Linked DNA regions of Mus musculus: all the other regions are linked to region 4. The links are chromatin contacts, called in public ChIA-PET, Hi-C and HiChIP or PLAC-seq maps. All regions are on one chromosome and are shown on one strand. The core of a region is the stretch at or near the end of the contact, and the rest is flanking DNA. Distances in the headings are between cores, read along the strand shown.

The links. HiChIP or PLAC-seq counts read pairs in DNA pulled down with a chosen protein or histone mark. Hi-C and Micro-C count contacts between places; a contact is called where the count stands out from the background. ChIA-PET counts read pairs in DNA pulled down with a chosen protein or histone mark.
Region 1: a CTCF HiChIP or PLAC-seq map of CD8 T cells shows a contact between it and region 4, with 8 read pairs. The contact joins two enhancer-like sites. A contact is called at or near these places in 2 of 15 datasets of contacts at CTCF or cohesin (CD8 T cells and the NIH/3T3 cell line), 5 of 484 Hi-C or Micro-C datasets (bone marrow-derived macrophages, embryonic fibroblasts, hematopoietic stem cells and 1 more), 7 of 115 datasets of contacts at active chromatin or transcription factors (CD8 T cells, Th17 cells, bone marrow-derived macrophages and 3 more) and 2 of 9 other capture datasets (adipose tissue and liver).
Region 2: an RNA polymerase II ChIA-PET map of effector CD8 T cells shows a contact between it and region 4, with 4 times the contacts expected there. The contact joins the promoter of Tnfsf8 here to the enhancer-like site in region 4. A contact is called at or near these places in 5 of 39 promoter capture datasets (cranial neural crest, embryonic stem cells, liver and 1 more), 3 of 484 Hi-C or Micro-C datasets (bone marrow-derived macrophages, embryonic fibroblasts and pre-pro-B cells), 7 of 115 datasets of contacts at active chromatin or transcription factors (CD8 T cells, T-cell acute lymphoblastic leukemia, Th17 cells and 3 more) and 4 of 9 other capture datasets (adipose tissue, liver, macrophages and 1 more).
Region 3: a contact with region 4 is called in a Hi-C map of bone marrow-derived macrophages, with 31 read pairs. The contact joins two enhancer-like sites. A contact is called at or near these places in 2 of 484 Hi-C or Micro-C datasets (bone marrow-derived macrophages and granulocyte-monocyte progenitors), 1 of 115 datasets of contacts at active chromatin or transcription factors (CD8 T cells) and 1 of 9 other capture datasets (liver).
Region 5: a contact with region 4 is called in a BATF HiChIP or PLAC-seq map of CD8 T cells, with 20 read pairs. The contact joins two enhancer-like sites. A contact is called at or near these places in 1 of 15 datasets of contacts at CTCF or cohesin (the NIH/3T3 cell line), 3 of 484 Hi-C or Micro-C datasets (bone marrow-derived macrophages and nephron progenitors), 2 of 115 datasets of contacts at active chromatin or transcription factors (CD8 T cells and astrocytes) and 1 of 9 other capture datasets (adipose tissue).

Annotation. Positions count from the first base shown.
Region 1 is chr4:63,839,227-63,842,900 of GRCm38.p6, forward strand. All of the region lies in intron 2 of Tnfsf8 (tumor necrosis factor (ligand) superfamily, member 8), which reads right to left. Among named protein-coding and RNA genes, the nearest start is that of Tnfsf8, 20 kb to the right of the region's middle. Within about 2 kb of position 1,430, at least 17 of the 459 cell types and tissues checked have an H3K27ac peak or open chromatin away from gene starts, as enhancers often do. A contact at or near this core is called in CD8 T cells, bone marrow-derived macrophages and regulatory T cells, where this site is marked.
Region 2 is chr4:63,859,646-63,863,350 of GRCm38.p6, forward strand. Tnfsf8 (tumor necrosis factor (ligand) superfamily, member 8) reads right to left here and starts at 1,639. Exons shown (of 4, transcript NM_009403.3): 1 at 1,205-1,639. The coding sequence starts at 1,414.
Region 3 is chr4:63,813,461-63,817,176 of GRCm38.p6, forward strand. No RefSeq gene overlaps it. Among named protein-coding and RNA genes, the nearest start is that of Tnfsf8, 46 kb to the right of the region's middle. Within about 2 kb of position 2,436, at least 21 of the 459 cell types and tissues checked have an H3K27ac peak or open chromatin away from gene starts, as enhancers often do. A contact at or near this core is called in bone marrow-derived macrophages and granulocyte-monocyte progenitors, where this site is marked.
Region 4 is chr4:63,666,123-63,669,912 of GRCm38.p6, forward strand. No RefSeq gene overlaps it. Among named protein-coding and RNA genes, the nearest start is that of Gm42294, 28 kb to the right of the region's middle. Within about 2 kb of position 2,364, at least 93 of the 459 cell types and tissues checked have an H3K27ac peak or open chromatin away from gene starts, as enhancers often do. A contact at or near this core is called in CD8 T cells, bone marrow-derived macrophages, effector CD8 T cells and 2 more, where this site is marked.
Region 5 is chr4:63,897,290-63,900,731 of GRCm38.p6, forward strand. No RefSeq gene overlaps it. Among named protein-coding and RNA genes, the nearest start is that of Tnfsf8, 38 kb to the left of the region's middle. Within about 2 kb of position 1,957, at least 52 of the 459 cell types and tissues checked have an H3K27ac peak or open chromatin away from gene starts, as enhancers often do. A contact at or near this core is called in CD8 T cells and bone marrow-derived macrophages, where this site is marked.

The DNA of each region.
Region 1 (3,674 bases), core at 180-2,679, 170 kb after region 4:
TGTCCAGTTTTCTGAGGAACTGCCAGACTGATTTCCAGAGTGGTTGTACCAGCTTGCAATCCCACCAACAATGGAGGAGTGTTCCTCTTTCTCCACATCCTCACCAGCATCTGCTGTCACCTGAAATTTCGATCCTAGCCATTCTGACTGGTGTGAGGTAGAATCTCAGGGTTGTTTTGATTTGCATTTCCCTGATAATTAAGGATGCTGAACATTTTTAAAGTGCTTCACAGCCCTTTGGTATTCCTCAGTTGAGAATTCTTTGTTCAGCTCTGAGCCCCATTTTATAATGGGATTATTTGAATCTCTGGAGTTCAGCTTCTTGAGCTCTTTGTATATATTGGATATTAGTCCCCTATCAGATTTAGGATTGGTAAAAATTCTTTTCCAATCTGTTGGTGGCCTTTTTGTCTTATTGACAGTATCTTTTGCCCTACAGAAGCTTTGCAATTTTATGAGGTCCCATTTGTCGATTCTTGATCTTACAGCACAGACCATTGCTGTTCTGTTTAGGAATTTTTTCCCCTGAGCCCATATCTTTAAGGGTTTTCCCCACTTTCTCCTCTATAAATTTCAGTGTCTGTGGTTTTATGTGGAGTTCTTTGATCCACTTAGACTTGAGCTTTGTACAAGGAGATAAGAATGGATTAATTCTCATCCTTCTACATGATAACAACCAGTTGTGCCAGCACCAATTGTTGAAAATGCTGTCTTTTTTCCACTGGATGGTTTTAGCTCCCTTGTCAAAGATCAAGTGACCATAGGTGTGTGGGTTCATTTCTGGGTCTTCAATTCTATTCCATTGATCTACCTACCTGTCTGTCGCTGTACCAGTACCATGCAGGAAACACCAATTACTTTTCTTTGATTTCTCTTAACATCAAAGGACTCAATTACCCAATAAAAAGATATAGACTAACAAACTGGCTACACAAACAGGACCCAACATTTTGCTGCTTACAGGAAACCCACCTCGGGGATAAAGACAGACACTACCTCAGAGTAAAAGGCTGGAAAGCAATTTTCAAGCAAATGGTCTGAAGAAACAAGCTGGAGTAGCCATTCTAATATCAAATAAAATTGACTTCCAACTCAAAGTTATCTAAAAAGACAAGAAGGGGCACTTCATACTCATCAAAGGTAAAAATCTACCAAAAGTTCATCTACAAAATGAACTCTCAATTCTAAATATCTATGCTCCAAACGCAAGGGCAGCCACATTCATTAAAGAAACTTTAGTAAAGCTCAAAGCACACATTGCACCTCACACAATAATAGTGGGAGACTTCAACACCCGACTCACCAACGGACAGATCCTGGAAACAGAAACTAAACAGAGACACATGGGTACTACCAGTTACTTCCTTTATCTTATTGTCCAGATTCATTCGAGAAAGACCCTGGGGCCCCGAGAACAGCTAGAAGCTGAGTGAAGGGTTCCCTCTGCTGTCTGAGCAAGCTCACTACTAGAGGAACCCCCAGCAGAAGTAGGGGCAGTATTCATCTCTAGCTGTTCTGGACTCACACGGGGCTTCTGGCCCATCAAAGGCTGAAGGCCAGCTTCCACTCTCTAGATCTTAGCCCATAATTATCATCTAAGCAGTGTTCTTGTGAGGCTTGTTGCTGCCCTGCACATACTCGTGGATGTGTATAACCAGAAATTTGATCCCAAAGTGTAATAGTCTAAGGAAGTGTGACTGTTGTCCAATCTCATCTTTGGGACTGTAGAACATCAACCAAAAGAAACCAGAGAGATGCAAATCGGACTCTCTTTGCTGTGAATCACTTTCTAATTTATGTTCCCTACAGCTCTGATGGGCTTTTGACTCCTCCCAATCTCTCCAGTATCAGCCCATACCCTCCCTCATTTTATTCTGTGTCTTAATAGTAATAAATGTCATCACCACTACCACCATCATAACTAATGTTGACTATTTCTGTAATGTTTTACTGAGCATGCTACAGCCATGATTTCATTTTTACATTTTTTTACAAGCATCCCATAAGAGATTTAATTTTTACAATCATCCCATGAGAGATAGTTTACAGTTATCTCTGTTATTTACATTAGAAACTATAGGTTTTAAAAGTTTAACTGGAGGGTGGGCAAAGATGGAGCAGAGACTGAAGAAATGGCCAAACAATAACGGCCCAACTTGAGACCTATCCCTTGGGTAAACACTAATCTCTGACACTATTACGGATGCCATGTTGTGCTTGCAGACAGGAGTCTAGCATAACTGTCCTCTGAGATGCTCTACCCGGCAGCTGACTGAAACAGATGCAGATGCCGTATGAAGTATGAAGCAGAGGACTGCTTTGTATTGCCTCAGCAGGAGAGGATGTGCATAATTAATCCTGCAGGGACTTGATATTCCAGGGTGGGAGGGGATATATGGGTGAGGAGTGGGGGAGCATCCTCCTAGAGGAGAAGGGGAGGGGAAATGGGAAGAAGGACTCTGTGAGGGAGGAATGGGATGAGGGTGCAGCAGTTGGAATATAAATAAATAAATAGATGAATAAGAAAGGGTTAACTGGCTTGTTCTCAGCCACACATCTAGTTGCTAGTAGGGTGGAGATCAAAACTCAGTCAGTGTGACTCTAATGCCCAAACGGATTTCCCCCCACTCTACACAAGTTTGGAGACGTGCAGCTCCAGTACACAACTACATGGATATGCTTCCACCTGCATACCTCTGGTTCCTGTCAAGTGGAATGCCCTGCCTCTATCAAGCCAGTTGTCCTTTAAAACACATCCTGGCAGAGACTACTGTTTAGTCTCTCCTACTGATCAGCCAAGAAGATGCATTTGCTGAGTGGAGTCAACTAGACCATCTCTCTTATTTCCTTCTGTAGCTCTGGCTGGACCAGTGCTAAGGGCATCAGTGTAGTGAGAAGGAGTGCTTGCTTTTTCCCCTGGCAGGGAGAATATTGGCCTGACTCTCACAGATTCTAAGTTAGGTGGAAAAGTAGGATTCATGCCCTGGATCAAAGCCAGGATGTCACATCAAAAACAGGCTCTATCTCTCTAGTCCTAAGGTCCCTCTGTATCAGGTGGCTTGTGGTGATATCTGCCAGAGCTGAGCATCTACAGATGGTGGCAGAAGTACAAGCCCAGGCTTGTCTCTCACACATGCAGGCGTTTTTTTCTTCTGTTTTTCCCCTTTGGTCTTCATGTGTACAGTGGGGTGACCTCAGCTGTAATTCTGAGAAACCCAATGATGGAAAAAGTCTACCTTATTTTGAAGCATTTGCATTTCCTGAAGTCAAATGGCAGGCATACTGTAGTTTTTCTTCAAGAATTGATTAGATAGTTTCATGCTTAAGACTAAGCACAGGCTTCTCCTTCTAAGAATGCCATTGCTGGAGTTGGTTCAAGGAGGGGCTGGGTATTGAGAGATTGACACTGTTGAGCTGGAAGAAGACCTTGGAGAAGGGTGCCATCTCTGTTACTTCACTTTTGGAGGTGTCAGCAAAAGAAGAGTGAAGGATGCGTGGTGGGGTTCAAACCCCAAGAGTCTTAGTGGCTTCTGAAGGCTTAAAATGCTCTCAGCTGACAACTAACACCACTCTGATCTCCTTTTCCTCACATGGTTTCCGGGGCAGACATATAAGAAGGACACCCAAGTTATAACCCAAGTCACAGAGATGGGAGCTTGAATATTTGGCCAGTC
Region 2 (3,705 bases), core at 389-2,888, 190 kb after region 4:
ACTGCCAAGGAGGAAGGAGCTTTAAAGCTTTATTTCAATATCCATACTTGCTGATACTTGTAAGGCCCTAGCTTTCAGCAACTAGTATGCTGCAGAGTCTGTGGTCCAAGGCAACTTGGAAGAATTATAAATTAGGTGAGTTCACACTTGGGCAGGGTGTTGCACCAGTGGTATTCATACAGTATCCAAATCACCATGCCTGGATCTCACCCCAAGCCTGTGAGTCATGTGAGCTGACCACGCAGTCCTTTCCAGACAGTGTGTAAGAGTTCTCTCTCAAGGATACTTTTCTAAGCTACGGTTTGACTTTCTCCCCCTACCCCCATTTCAAACAAACGAAATTTCCCAAGATGGTGTGGCCCTGCACATTATGTGTGCATCTCAGAGGGTACAGGTGACAAAAACACTGCTACTTTTCAACACCCTGAACTCTTCAAAGCCAGTGGCTTGTGAGGAAGCTTTCGATTTCTTTTGTGGGTTTTAACATTGAAATAGCAGAGCTCTGGGAAGACTTGGCCTCTCTCTCTCTCTCTCTCTCTCTCTCTCTCTCTCTCTCTCTCTCTCTCCCTCTCCCTCTCTCTCTCCCTCTCTCTCTCTCTCTCTCTCTCTCTCTCTCTCTCTCAAATATCACAGTCTTTAAAAAGTAGCTCCTCACTAAAAACAAGCAAGCAAGCAAGAAAACAACCACAACAAACAAACAAACAATAGCAACAACAGACTCTCGGCAAAAGAGAGGCCTCAGAAGTCCTGGGAGCACGGATTGAGGACATAACCTTAGAATTAGGATGAGCGCCTTACAGAGGTGATACCCACATGCGCACTCGCCATCAGGGCTCCCTATGCTTCCTCCCTCCATACTGTGAGGCTGTGACCCATCTGGGCTTCAATCTTAACTTCTCAAGGTCAGCAGCTCTTCTGTTGGCTCCAGTACATCTGGAAATTTTTGAGCTCATGTCCAGTTCTATTTCTTTTAAAAAATTCCCACTGAGTGCAGAAAGTTCATTTCTAGTTTTTCCCCTTTTCTCTGATATAATCTCTCTCTATATATGCATAGTTTTACTTATTTTCACTTTTTAAATTTTTTTTTTTTTTTTTTTTTTTTTTTGCTCCTAGTTAAACTATTCATTAGCTTCCCAGAGCTGTTCCTCTAGAGGACACACATTATAAATGAGGAAAGAAAAGCAGAAAAAAGATGTTTACTCACCTTTTTCTGGACTACCAGTACCAGAATGATCGCCACTGCCACAACAAGGCACACCAGTGCGGTGGTGCTGAGGTAGAAGTAGCTGCGACTTGTGCTTCTCCAGGGCCTCGTGCTTCTCCAGGGGCTGGCTACCGAGCCGGGCTGCACCTGCATGGCTGGGTCAGGGGAAGGAGCCCCACAGCTGCCTGCTTGTTGCAGCCCTGGCTCCATGCTTTATATAGTCTGTCCCACATCACACCTTATCTCTCCTCATCTGATTCGGTTCTGTACCCAGCTCTGTTCCAAGAAGGATTTTCCCCTGCATCCTGGATCATGTGACTTGGAAAAAAGCCTTCACCAGTTGCCGGATGGAGAAACTCTTCTCTGGGGGCGTGAGGCGAAGGGTGGCTGCAAGGGTGGGGGAGAGGTTCATTTTTCATCGCCTGGGATTAATCTGAGTGCAGAGAAATTGTAGCGAGATAGACGATGGTTGATGTCAGCGGGTGGTAGGAAGGAGACAGTTCCGCGTGAGTGTACACCAACCACTTCTGTTTCCTTTAGGCTCAGCCACAGAACGCCTTGCCGCGGGGACCCTGCACACTGCATGATCCATGCTGGTGGCCCAGGAAGCTTCCAGATTAGTCTCTTTGCTGGGTCCCTGGAGATGGCAGTCCTTTGTCAGCAGCACAATGACTGTTGGGGTTGTCCAACAATTACAGCATGCTCTAAACTGGAAACATACCCATTTCTGGGAAAGAAGAGCCCACTGTTTGGGCATTTACCTACCTGGAGACAAGGTTGTGGCAGTAGGATATTTGAGGATAGTTTCAAAGACATGGTGAGAGAAGAGGAATTTGGAAATAATTTGCTGTTGAACCAAAGCTCCTCTATCTCTTGCAGGGTGCTCTCCAGGGCTGTTAAATTTGCCGATGAAACTGGCTTGCCCTAAAGTTCATACTAGGGGAAGAAATTAGTGAGGGGGTCAGGAAGGGGAGGCTCAGTGCTGTGGAACGAGTGTGTGAAGTGTCTGTGGGTTGTATGGGGGTGCAAATAGTGTTCCAGGTGTTTGTGATGAGTTTGTGGACAGAGGTTACTAGAATTGAACATTCTGGCTCAGGTACAGTCTTGGGAACTTGGCTTAGAGGCTGACTTCACACTCGTCACCAGCCTCAGAGGCAAGTAGTATTTCTTCTTCACAGCATAGAGAACTGAGACCCAGCATAAAAGCATTCTTAATCAAATCTACCAGTGTTAATCTAATGGTAAAACTTGGTGGTATATGCAAACCAGCCTGGCTCCAAAAGCCTGCCGGACCCTTTCCTTACAGGCTGAAAACCTCAGGTTGCATCTTAGCCTTTCCTCTTCTCAGCATTGCTCCTTGAATAAGTCAACGCAGCCCCTGCTTTCACCCCAGTCTGCTTTGCAGTCATGGGGAAGATCAAACAGGATGATGTAAGAGGGCTTCCTGAATGGGAATGGACTTGGCAGCTGTTGTTGAACAATTCCTGTTAAACAGCCCAAGTTGCCCTCTGGGCCATGTCTGGAATTTCATATAATAAATAGATTTCTGGGACACAGAGCTGGATCGTATCTGTTGCTATGAATGACCTTTCTTTCAGAATATTCTCTAAAAGCTTCAGAGCTGCCTCCAGATGTGGCCTTCTGAAACCTCACTTGCTATTTCCCTTGAGGTAGACAGCACCTTCTCTTTTGACTATACACTACCTCTGCAGGTCACAGGACATGTCAGAAGCCCCAAAGAAATGCCGGATCCAAAGCCCAGCTCAGATTATTTAGCTTTCTGGATCTGTGTAGATCTCTCTTTGAGCATTCTGCAAGGCAGCTTAGACTTAGGAGATGGTCTAGAGGCCCTTTTTGGTGAGTTTATAAAATGAAAAACCACAGAGGAGGGATAGGTAGTGAGGAATGAACTGGTGAGTATCTTCTTCGAGGGCAGTGTCTCCATCTGGTTGTCAAGGAAACTGAGCCTGGGGTTTGGAAGACAGATTTGTCCTTAGCCACTTGTCCTGCTGGTTTAGATAGGGCAAGGCAAGTTAGTGTTTTGGGGGGGTACACTTGTTTGATTTGGGGAGAAAGCCTTGTCCTTTGGTAGGTACGGACAGGGAGTGGGTGGCAATCTGCCCAGAGCTGCTGAGAACCGGCTGCTCCCTTGGCCCTCTCTGTTTAGCCCCTTTGATCGAAGTGGAAAACTTCTGATTGCTGAATGGAAGCTGTGGGTGTTGAAAAATAAAAAGGCTTCGTTTAAAGTTCAGGTCTTCCTGAAGGCCCATGGGGCTGAGGAGGCAGTGGAAAAAAATGTTTGTCTTATACTTACAGTTTTGCATATTGTACATTGTCCTAGGAGGGAGGGCTGACAAGGGGGAAAATCACCCTTTGTTCTTAGAACCTTCTGAACAGTTGAGATTTTCAGATCAGTCACTAACAGTTTGTGGGCCCAACTTCACTTCTTTTGTGGTTGCATCCTCTGCTAGTGAAATTTCAGAGGCACCCTATTCCCTACT
Region 3 (3,716 bases), core at 1,186-3,685, 150 kb after region 4:
CTTTCCTGTGAATATGACCCTACTTAGTCCAGGGAACATCAAATACTGCCCCTTTCATTCCAAGTTCCCCCAGCAATGTTTGTCTTTTTTCTGTTGTCTTCTCAGTCTCTGATATTTCTGAGAGTCATAAACATGTATCCCCAGGAACTCATAAAACCAGTCCATCAGGGCCTGTTTTTCTTATATCACTACATTTTATGCATTCATTGTCTCTAGGGAGCAGTAGTTACATTGCTCAGTTTCTCTGCATCCACAGTATTCAGTCTAATTCCATCTGCTCCTATGTCCCTTAGCCACATAAGCTAGGGCAATAGGAGGCTCTTTAATTGCTGAGTTAAAAGTCTTTCTCAGTTCAAGAAGTTCAGATGCTAAAACATGTCATAGTTTCTTGTACTACACTGTTATTAAGACCCTTTGTCTGCATGCTAAATTCTAGATCACCCTTCCTCTGTTATTGAGGCAGATGGCGTATATCTAATTTACACTCCATTGTATTTGGCATTCTGAAAGAAATGGTAAACCAATGCTTGATCTCATTTTCTCTTTCCCACTGCCTTTGCAAATCAGAGGCCAATGGTATCTACAGGCCTTTCCCACATTGCAATCACTCACTCACAAAGGCGTTTTCTTTTGGGAAAATTGTAGTGACAATTCTGGAACTTTGATTTCCTTAAAAAAATCATAGAAATATAAGATGTGTTTCCATCTTATTCCCAGATGTAGCATATGGGGTGCTTCAGATTGTCTACAGAAGCTGACTATGCCTTGCCCGTGCTCTAGCAGAGGTGTGATTTTTTTTTTCCAGATGCAGATAGTTTCTGTGACTGGGTGATGTTTGAAATTCTGGGGACTTTTTAGAGGGTATATAAATGTCCTAGGGTCTTAAGAAGTGGGGGGATTGTTGGTGAGTTGTTGGTTACTTGTTGTTGGTCACAGTTTGTTAAGTAGCCATGAGCATAGAAGAAAGAAAATAAAATTAGATATTCTGATGGTGAAGGTCAAACTTGACCCAAGTAACTCAATGACCCAAATCAGCAGGAAGTAATCTAGCAATAAACCACTCCCTCAACACACACACACACACACACACACACACACACACACACACACACACACACACACACCAGATTTCCAATTCCTGACTTTAGTCAGGGATCTCTTCTCCCTCCTCTACTCTTTTTTTCTCTTATTAAGGGGTTGAAAGGGTGGAAGAAAGGGAGTGAAGAAAGGTAGAATAAAGAATAATCCACAAAGTCACAAAAGACAAGCTACAGGAAACAGACATCTGTTCTATATCTTATTACCTAGAATAATGGCCTTGCAATTGACTCCACAACTTGCTTATAATCTTTTTCTGTTTGTGCTACTTTCAGAGACTGTAAGGTTTTCTCTAGTCTACTGGCAGTGCTGGGGGAATCTCCATATTTGTATAGTGAACATCAATGAATGTCACTCCATAACAAGTAGAAGAAGGTGAGTACTTTAGGATTCCACCAAGGATGCTCCACTCTCAGGTGGCTTTGTCTTGATGGCATCTGTTGTCAAGCATAACAGCACTTCTACAACAAGCAAGCACACCATTCTTTAGCATATGGGAAAAGCAGCCATCTTGGGTCAACCCACATGGGTCAGTGTTAGTTACCTATCTCATAATCCATCATAGGAACTATGTAACTCCTCCTCCTCAACTCAGCTTTAGTTTTGTAAATTGTTTGGGATCAGTTGTATATAAATAAAATTGTGCATAAATGAAAAAAGTGTTCATTCACTCCAGATAAGGCCCTGAGGACTAGATAAGTAATCCTGTCCAGTTCTGGCTTAGCAAACTGGTGAGTTCCTGGGGTTACTAACAGACTGGGGGCTGCGGAGTTATTTCTGGAGTATGGGTGATCCAAAGACAACTAAATCACTAAAAAAAAAAAAAAAATCCCATTGTTTGTAACGTGTGGTTGACTCATGGAAGCTGAATACCTAGAGCTATTTTCACAAATTTCAGGCAGCTCAGTGACTCCTCTCAGGAGCAATTGTTGCTATTTATATAATTGTGAAAGCGGTTATGGATCTTGTGAATTTCATTTGCTTCTCAAGCTTTGTGAGTTTTACTTCCTGAGTCTTGTGAAGTCCTCTTGTCCCTCCAGGAAGAAATATTTTAATTTGGAGGAATTAGCTATACAACTGACTTGCCCTTTAGGTGATTATAGACATTTTCAAGTTGACAATCAATATTAACCATCGCAGGATTATTATGAATGAAACTGTTACAAGCATGGCCCTATCTGTTCTTTTGTGTCCATGTGGCCTGATTTGTTTGTAAAATGAGCCTAGATGTGGAGTGGTTGGATCACAAGACAAGCACGGGTATTGCTTTGGTTGAACCCTGCTGGACAGTGCAACAGAATAACTGTATCACTTTCATTTCCTCTAGCAGTGAATAAGATTTTCAGTTGTTCCACATCCTCACCACCAAGTGTTGAGTGTTGGCAGTGGCTTGATTTCAGTCAGTTTGTGGGAGTATAGTTACATCACATTGTGGTTTTCATGCCCATTTCCTTGATGTCCTAGTAATACTAACAGGGAATTATTAACACCCCAGACACACAGCAATCTCTTTATTGAAGCCTTGTTCAAATCATTAGCTCAATAGGCATTTGAATGGATCCAAAATGTCCATTCGAAGATGATTTGTCTTTTCAATGGCCACTTGGGGATTTTCATATTGTGGATGTGAGACTTTGTTGTCTTACTATTTACATCCGGGAATATAATCTGATTCTAAATTTTTTTCCATTTTTTATTAGGTATTTAGCTCATTTACATTTCCAATGCTATACCAAAAGTCCCCCATATCCACCCACCCCCACTCCCCTGACCACCCACTCCCCCTTTTTGGCCCTGGTGTTCCCCTGTACTGGGGCATATAAAGTTTGCAAGTCCAATGGGCCTCTCTTTCCAGTGATGGCTGATGAGGCCATCTTTTGATATATATGCAGCTAGAGTCAAGAGCTCCGGGGTACTGGTTAGTTCATAATGTTGTTCCACCTATAGGGTTGCAGATCCCTTTAGCTCCTTGGCTACTTTCTCTAGCTCCTCCATTGGGAGCCCTATGATCCATCCATTAGCTGACTGTGAGCATCCACTTCTGTGTTTGCTAGGCCCCGGCATAGTCTCACAAGAGACAGCTACATCTGGGTCCTTTCAATAAAATCTTGCTAGTGTATGCAATGGTGTCAGCGTTTGGATGCTGATTATGGGGTGGATCCCTGGATATGGCAGTCTCTACATGGTCCATCCTTTCATCTCAGCTCCAAACTTTGTCTCTGTAACTCCTTCCATGGGTGTTTTGTTCCCAAATCTAAGGAGGGGCATAGTGTCCACACTTCAGTCTTCATTCTCCTTGAGTTTCATGTGTTTAGCAAATTATATCTTATATCTTGGGTATCCTAGGTTTGGGGCTAATATCCACTTATCAGTGAGTACATATTGTGTGAGTTTCTTTGTGAATGTGTTACCTCACTCAGGATGATGCCCTCCAGGTCCATCCATTTGGCTAGGAATTTCATAAATTCATTCTTTTTAATAGCTGAGTAGTACTCCATTGTGTAGATGTACCACATTTTCTGTATCCTAATTTTTAAGTATGAAATAAAGCACATGAACCAATGATAAGTTTATATATGTGTGTGTGTGTGTATACACAATTTTTCTCACATTTTTTA
Region 4 (3,790 bases), core at 1,114-3,613:
GATGATGACTGGGTGAGTTGGTGAAAATTCATTGCACAGTTAGAATTTATATATTCTCTGTATGTCTGTCACCCCCCTCCGCAGAAGCCTTCAAAGCAGCTGGATTTTAGCTTCTCCTTTTGGATAAAATGACCCTTTCCTTCCTCTCCTTTCCCCTCCCCTCCCTTCCCTTCCCCTCTCCTGTGTGTGAGGCAAATAGTTCACCGAATGAGCCATTTCTAAGCCATCTCCTATTTGTTTGTTTGTTTTTTTAATCCCACATTCTCCTAGCTTGCTCAAGCTCCCACAACAAAATTCTGAAGACTGAAAGGCTCAAATGGCAGAACTTTATTTTCTCATTTCTTTGGAGACTGCGAGTCTGAGGTCCAGGAGTTGCAAGGATGGTTTATCCTGAAGCCCGTATGATGGGTTCAGAGATGGTCGGTGGTCTTTTGATGTCTCTACAGATGTTGCCTCTGTCTCATAAAACACCAGTCCTAATGAATTAGGACCCAGATCTACAACTTTATTTCAACATAATTACCTCTTTAAAGATTGTATCCTCAAATATAGTCTCGTTTATAGATACTAGGAGTTCTGGCTTCAATATTTGAATTTTGGCTGACCTAGTTTGTTAGGACAGGTGCGTGCCATTAAGGGATTATCCAAAAGAAATCTTGAGAGACTCCTTGATCCTCAGATATTTTCTACATTGCTGCATTCAAATTGCCAGCATTTTAGTTAATTTTTTAAAAACCCTGTGTCCACTTTTAGCTTTGTTTGCTGTTTTATTTCATGCTGCCTTCTCTATCATGGTTAAGTATCATGGTTATAATAGGTTCCTAGAATGAGATAATTTTTGTTCCTTGTTTGATTCTGCAAAACTGTGGTTGCCACCTAATTTTATGTGTGCCTTGGGGGCTTGGTGGAACTGAGCACTAACTAGTACCTCAAACAAAAGTACATTTAAGATGAGAGATGGAGCAGGAAGAGCTCATAAAGGCAGTTGATGAGCAAGACCGTGGTCTATCTTTTATTCCTGGGGTCCAGTTTCCAGCCCCTCAAAACACAAAGGAGCAAACAGAGCAAGCTGGACCAAGTTTGTGCACTGTTCAAAGAGAGTCTTCAGTAGCTTCTTACTACCTTCCAGAAATAGCCCACCCTTTACCACAGAGTTCCGGTTCTGATAACCATCAGTTTTCCATGTTTTTCTCCCCAACCCTGAAACAGTTCAAGTGTATTAGCATTTATCTCTCCTCTAGGATTTTGCTAGAAATGCTGCTCCACTTGTTCCTTGGCCAAGTCCTCCACCACCCCTAGTTCAGCCAGGCAGAAATTTCTCTTAACGCTTCTCAGAGCCTCCCTCTTCCTTTAGATTCAATGAAGCCACCTTCTCTTGGCATCTCCTGCCCTTCCACCCTAGGTCTCTTGATGGTAGGTGCTCTTCTGTGGCTGTGGTGTGGTTGAGTTGTGGGTGAGCTTCAGTGGGCCACACTGTGGAAACAGCCTACTTTTGATCAAACATACAAAGAAACGAGCCAGCCTCAGGATTGTGTCTCTAGCTCAACACTTCCCAAGTTCTTGTTTGGGAATGAAGTAGAGACAAATGGACATGATGTTCCTGATGTCTACAGGAGATGTCTTCCCTCACTCATGAGCTTGGTGAGTCACTAGGGTGTCCTTCAGAGAGGGGTTAAAGCCTCTATCACCACTGTTATTTGTCCTGCTTTCTTCTACCCATGAAGGTCTTTTGAAACATTCTTGTCTTGGTCTTGAGTTTCAGGGATATTGACCTCTTAGGGAGCCTGATATTATCCTATAGATCTTACAGACAGGGAGACTGAGACCTAGAGGGGCTAGATCTGTATCTACTTTCAGAGAAGGGGGAGGCAAGGAGAAAGCAGGAAAGCAGGAATCTTGCCTCCAGGTGGAGACTCCAGCTAGTCTTTTTTTTTTTTTTTTTTTTTTTTTTTGCAAGACTACATGCAACACCAGTTTTCATTTCTCCTATATTCTTTTCATCGTCTCTACTCCTCCATCCCACCCCTACCCTCTTTCTATGGACTGAATCTCTCCTCATTCTTGTATTGAAGCTCTAGCCTCCCAAATGTGGCTCTGATGGGAGACAAGGCCTTTAAAGAAGTAATCGGTAGCATGCTAGTGTTACAGGAAGACACACTTTTGAGTTGAGAGGCCAGTGGCAAGGTGGTCAGCGGCAATCCCCATCCCAGGATGCTGTATCAGGTATGGGAAAGTGCTTTTCAACAGCTGCACCATGCAGGTCAGTTGGTTCCCTCCCCTCAGGATGCACTGCTGAGCTATAGAGGTCTTGCTGAGTGTTCACACCCACACACCAGTTCCAAGAAAAGTAAAGCGATGGGGCTTTTGTGGTTTCGTGAGTCACACTGGCTACTCTTGCCAAGTATTCAAATCTTGTGGCTAGAGGAGCCGAGCCATGCTTTCTGACTATTCAACTGTTTGCTGACTGTGGCTTCAAGCTGTTACTTGCATGAAGTCTTCTCTGGTCCAGAAGAAAGGCAGGGGAGAGCTGAGAGGACCTGAAAAAGTGTTTCAAGATGATCCCAATACTGGGCAGTGGAGTGTCCAGGATGTGAATGGGGAAGTTGTGAGGAATAAGATATTCTAGTCTGGGAGAGAAGAAGACACCCGCTTCTGATTGGAGAAGATTAAGGAAGGGCTGGAGATGCCAGGTAGAGGTCAGGAGAAACTCAGTAAGCAGACGTGAGGTGAGAATTGTAAGGATTTAAGGATCAGGGGTGGGGGGCAGGAAAGAGAGGAGAAAGCAGAAAGAGAAAGAGAGGAGATACGAGACAAACCCTCAGAGGATGCCAGTGCTTGGGACTTCTGTGCTGCTTTGGGTTTTACTTCCAATGCCACTCAGGATGCCAGGGAGGAAGGAGGCAGAGGGTCTGAGAGAAGAGGCATTGTGATTAAGCAAAGAGCAAGTAGGAGAAGGTGATGTTCTTGCATGAGGGTTTAAACATTTACTGTCATTTATTTTTGACACATCCATGCTTGAAGGATAGATGTCCAAGACCCTGGCACCAGCATAGTCAAGAACTGGAAAGACCCAGAGTGATCTGCTCAGATGGCCAAATGGAGGCTCTGGTTTTATGACTTATACATCAAGTGTATGTGTGTGCATGCATACACTTCTGTGTGGGTGCCTGTTCATGAGTACCTGTGTGTGCAGAGGGCAAAGGACAATCTTGGGTTGCTTTTCTTCAATTAGAGTCCATTTTCTTCTTCTTCTTCTTCTTCTTCTTCTTCTTCTTCTTCTTCTTCTTCTTCTTCTTCTTCTTCTTCTTCTTCTTCTTCTTCTTCTTCTTCCTCTTCCTCTTCCTCTTCCTCTTCCTCTTCCTCTTCCTCTTCCTCTTCCTCTTCCTCTTCCTCTTCCTCTTCTTCTTCTTCTTCTTCTTCTTCTTCTTTGAGTTGTGATATTTTCACTGTCTTGGAATTTCTCAAATAGGCCAGTCTTGCAGGCTGGTGATTCCCTGGGATTCACATGTCTCTCCCTCTCCATTGTTGGGATTATGAACACACCCCAACACACCTGGCTTTTTCATATGGATTTTGGAAAATGAACTCAGGTCTTCACACTTGCAATCAAATTACTACTGAACAGTCTCCTGAGGCTTACTCCTGTTATAACATCACATGGTACTCACCTGTCACTACTGGGCCGCTTTTTCAAGCATATTATTCTCCAAGCAACGTTGATGCTCAAGTCAGCAGTATCTACTGCTGCACTGTGTGGCTCTCACTCTGAAGCCAACGGCTCCATATTATT
Region 5 (3,442 bases), core at 707-3,206, 230 kb after region 4:
CCTTGCTGGCTGTATGCATCCTGCCTTGCTGGTGGCATCTGGGAGCTTCACTGCTGTCAGGCTTTGGGACTCAGCTTCTCAGCCTCTACCTCTTCCTCTTTCTAGCTTTGCTCCTCTGTTTAGCTGGAGGATTTTTTTAAAGTAACTTCCTAAAAATGAGGGTGTGTTTAGGAGATAAACTATCTCAAAATGTTTAAATGTTACCCTGATATTTGTAGATAGTTCAGATAAGTGATGGGTTCCAGATTAAATATTTCCTCTGAATTTTCAAGGCTTCCTCCAGCTTTTTTGTAACTTGAAGCATTTCTACTGATTGCCATTTCAATTGTATTTGTGCACTATCTTAACTATTCTTTCTCCATCCTTACTTCATGGCTCTGAGATCCCTGGGGACACCTTAGCAGCATGGTCATTTTCATTTGCATATGTCACCTGTGTCTTCTAGAGTTTCTAATTCCTCTGCCTCCTCCTTCTGGGTGGGTGCTGGACTTTCTGCATCTGAAGGCAGAAGATAGCTATGGGCTTCAGCTTTCCTATGTTCATGTCTTGTTCCTTCCTTCTGTGGCATCAGATCTCTGGGAACCTTGGATACGTTGAGTAATTTGTTCAGTATATTCCTCTGGGGTCTTTAAATTAACTCTTCTTTATTGTCAACCATTTTCCATACATCGATTTATCCCATCTTCTATAATCTAATTAAACATGACCATTCACTTTCGCTTTAAGACATTTTTTCCCACAGGATTTAATGTCTCAGGTGAACAAGAAGGGAAGTGCTCATGTTTAAGCTGTCACATTTAACTAGAAGTTCATGTACATGAGTTGCCTTCCCTAAAATCTGTCTGCTTTTCCCTATAATAACCCTGTGTCCACCTGTTCACCCACGGTACCCTTCATACCAACTCAAGAAAGCATGCTATAACTTCATGTGGTGTGAATGGGAGAGTGGGTGGGGATTGAACCTAGGGCTTCATTCGTGTAGGCAGATGCCCTACAGTTAAGCCACAACTGTGTGTTTATTAAAGAAATGGTTTGACAGGAGATGGTCTGGGAGAAGATGGCTGAAGAGAAAGCTGAACTCAGATGATGAAGGGTACCAGGCTGAGCACAGTGAGTTCGCCTCTCTTAAAAGTTCACGCGTGTTGTCTCATCGTTGGTGTAGGTGACAGTGTAGTTTGTCTTGGCCAAAATGAGTCAGAAAGAACTTTTTTGTGTGTCTGTGGTATGGAGGCTGTTTTCGAGGAGTCTCATGTGGTGGGATACGATGGTATGAACTGGAGCGCAGAGCGTTGGCGGAGGAACAATTAAGATCACCTAAGGCAGGGTCCGGTATGGAGACTTAGAGAAGCTTCTCAGTCATTGCTGGTTCACCGGGCACAAACAGAGACGCTCACAAAAGACTTGGGGAGCACAGGGGATAAGTAGGGTTTTATTTTTCTATTTGGGGCAATAAGGCAACATCCAATTAAAAATGATTAGCAAACATGTAGTGGAAACTGGGTTTATGGGAAGGATTTTGAAGGAGAGAATGCCAGGAAGAGGTGTAGTTACTTTCTCAAGTTCATGTAGCTGTCAACTGGCAGACCCAGAATCCCAGAAGTCAGGTCTGCATAAGCCCCCATAGTCACTACAAGTATGTACAGACTGTAAAATTTTGTCAGCTTGAGACTCAGAGGTTTGAGGTTTGCTTTGGGGGAAACTCACTAAGGCAAGTGCCTACCCTAGAACGATGGTATAATTACCACAGAGAGCCAATAAGATGTGGGTGAAGACTATTGATGTGCTCATTCACCAGGATCTAGCCTGGGCCAGGTCGTCTTCCTGGCTGAGGCTGACGCCCTTCCTGCTTTCACTTGGATGGTTTCTCCAACAGCGCTGGCTACACTTTCGACAGTTACACTTTCTACCCTGCCCACCGCTATGGTTCAAGCCAGAGAAATCTGTGGCCCAGCAGAAATTCTCAGAACAAAACTGGGGCTCACATCCTGCCTGCTTTTCTCCTCATTCTTGCTCAACAGCTCAGCCTGAGAGAACCACAAAGAAGCAGAGTCTGCATTTTTCTAACGTGCCCTGGACAGGGAAGGGCTCTGCGCTCTGGGCTCAGGCTCTTTTCTGCATGCCCTCCATACTGTTTGGCATAACGTTGGGTTCGTGGCTTAGGCTAGGGGAGGAAGAGGAAGCAGACACCTTGGGAGTGGAGGCGTGGAGTGTGTAGGTTGTGAAACAGTATGTGAGAAGCCTCTAGAACCAGCAAAGAAAGTTTTGTTTCTGGAATTCATAATTCATGGTTTGCACACTCAACATTTCTGTTACTTGAAATTATGATAAAAATCTATGTCATCCTATGGGCTTGCACATGTGTTTTATATGAAAAAGAAATTGCAAGCCTGTTATGGTTTCCTCTTCTTAAGTGTGGTCTAATTTTGTGAAGAACAGTAGCGTGGCAGGACTGAATCATAGGAAATGTGGACATGCCTGTTCTATACCACGATTATAACACCCTGGCAAGGAGTCTTGAGCTCTCGCTGAGAAGAGGGTATTCGTTGATTCTGGGTACTGTTTTCTTTCCTTTCTCAATAGAGTCTCTTTAATTTCATCTGTCAGAAAAAAAAAGCATGAGTCCTATGTTTGAATCTCTCTTCTTTATTTCTTACTGGCTTGTAACTTGGTCTCTTCAAATCCTCATTGTCTCATTTTAAATGTGGATAAGAAGGTTATCTTCATACATGCACATGAACACACACACACACACACACACACACACAGACAGAAAGACAAAAAGAGAGACAAAGACAGGGATCGAGAAAGAGAGGAATGGGAAGGGGAGAGGAAGAGGTAGAAGGAGAGGGAGAAAGATTACACTTAGTAGCTGCTGATGTCATGTTTAATTTTGAACTGTTTTGATAGTTTTCCTTTTTTCCTACTGATAGTTACACACACACACACACACACACACACACACACACACACACACACACTCACACACACACCAGCAACAATTTACTGTACATTGAAAATTCAAGGGAGGAAACTGTAGGTGTTTATGTTTTGGATTTTATTTTTAAACATTACAAAAATGTTCCATTCACAGGATTTTGACATTAAGAATGAGGAAACATTATTTATATCTGAGTCAGTATGAAAACATTACACATATGATTTCAGTTCTATAGTATACACATTTAAAACAAAAGTATATTGGAGAGGTGATAGAGGGAGAAGGGCAGGAGATGATAGGAAGCACAAATATGGATGAGTTATTAAAAACTTGTCAATGCTGAGAGACAAGGGACTTAACATGCCACTATTTACACGTCAATGGCTTTAGTTTTACTTTATGAGTACTCAGGTCAAATTTATCCAAGTATCTTCTCCTTCCTTCCCTTCCTTTTCCCTTCCTCCTCCACCCATCCATTCATCTTCCCCTTCTTTCTTCCTTCCT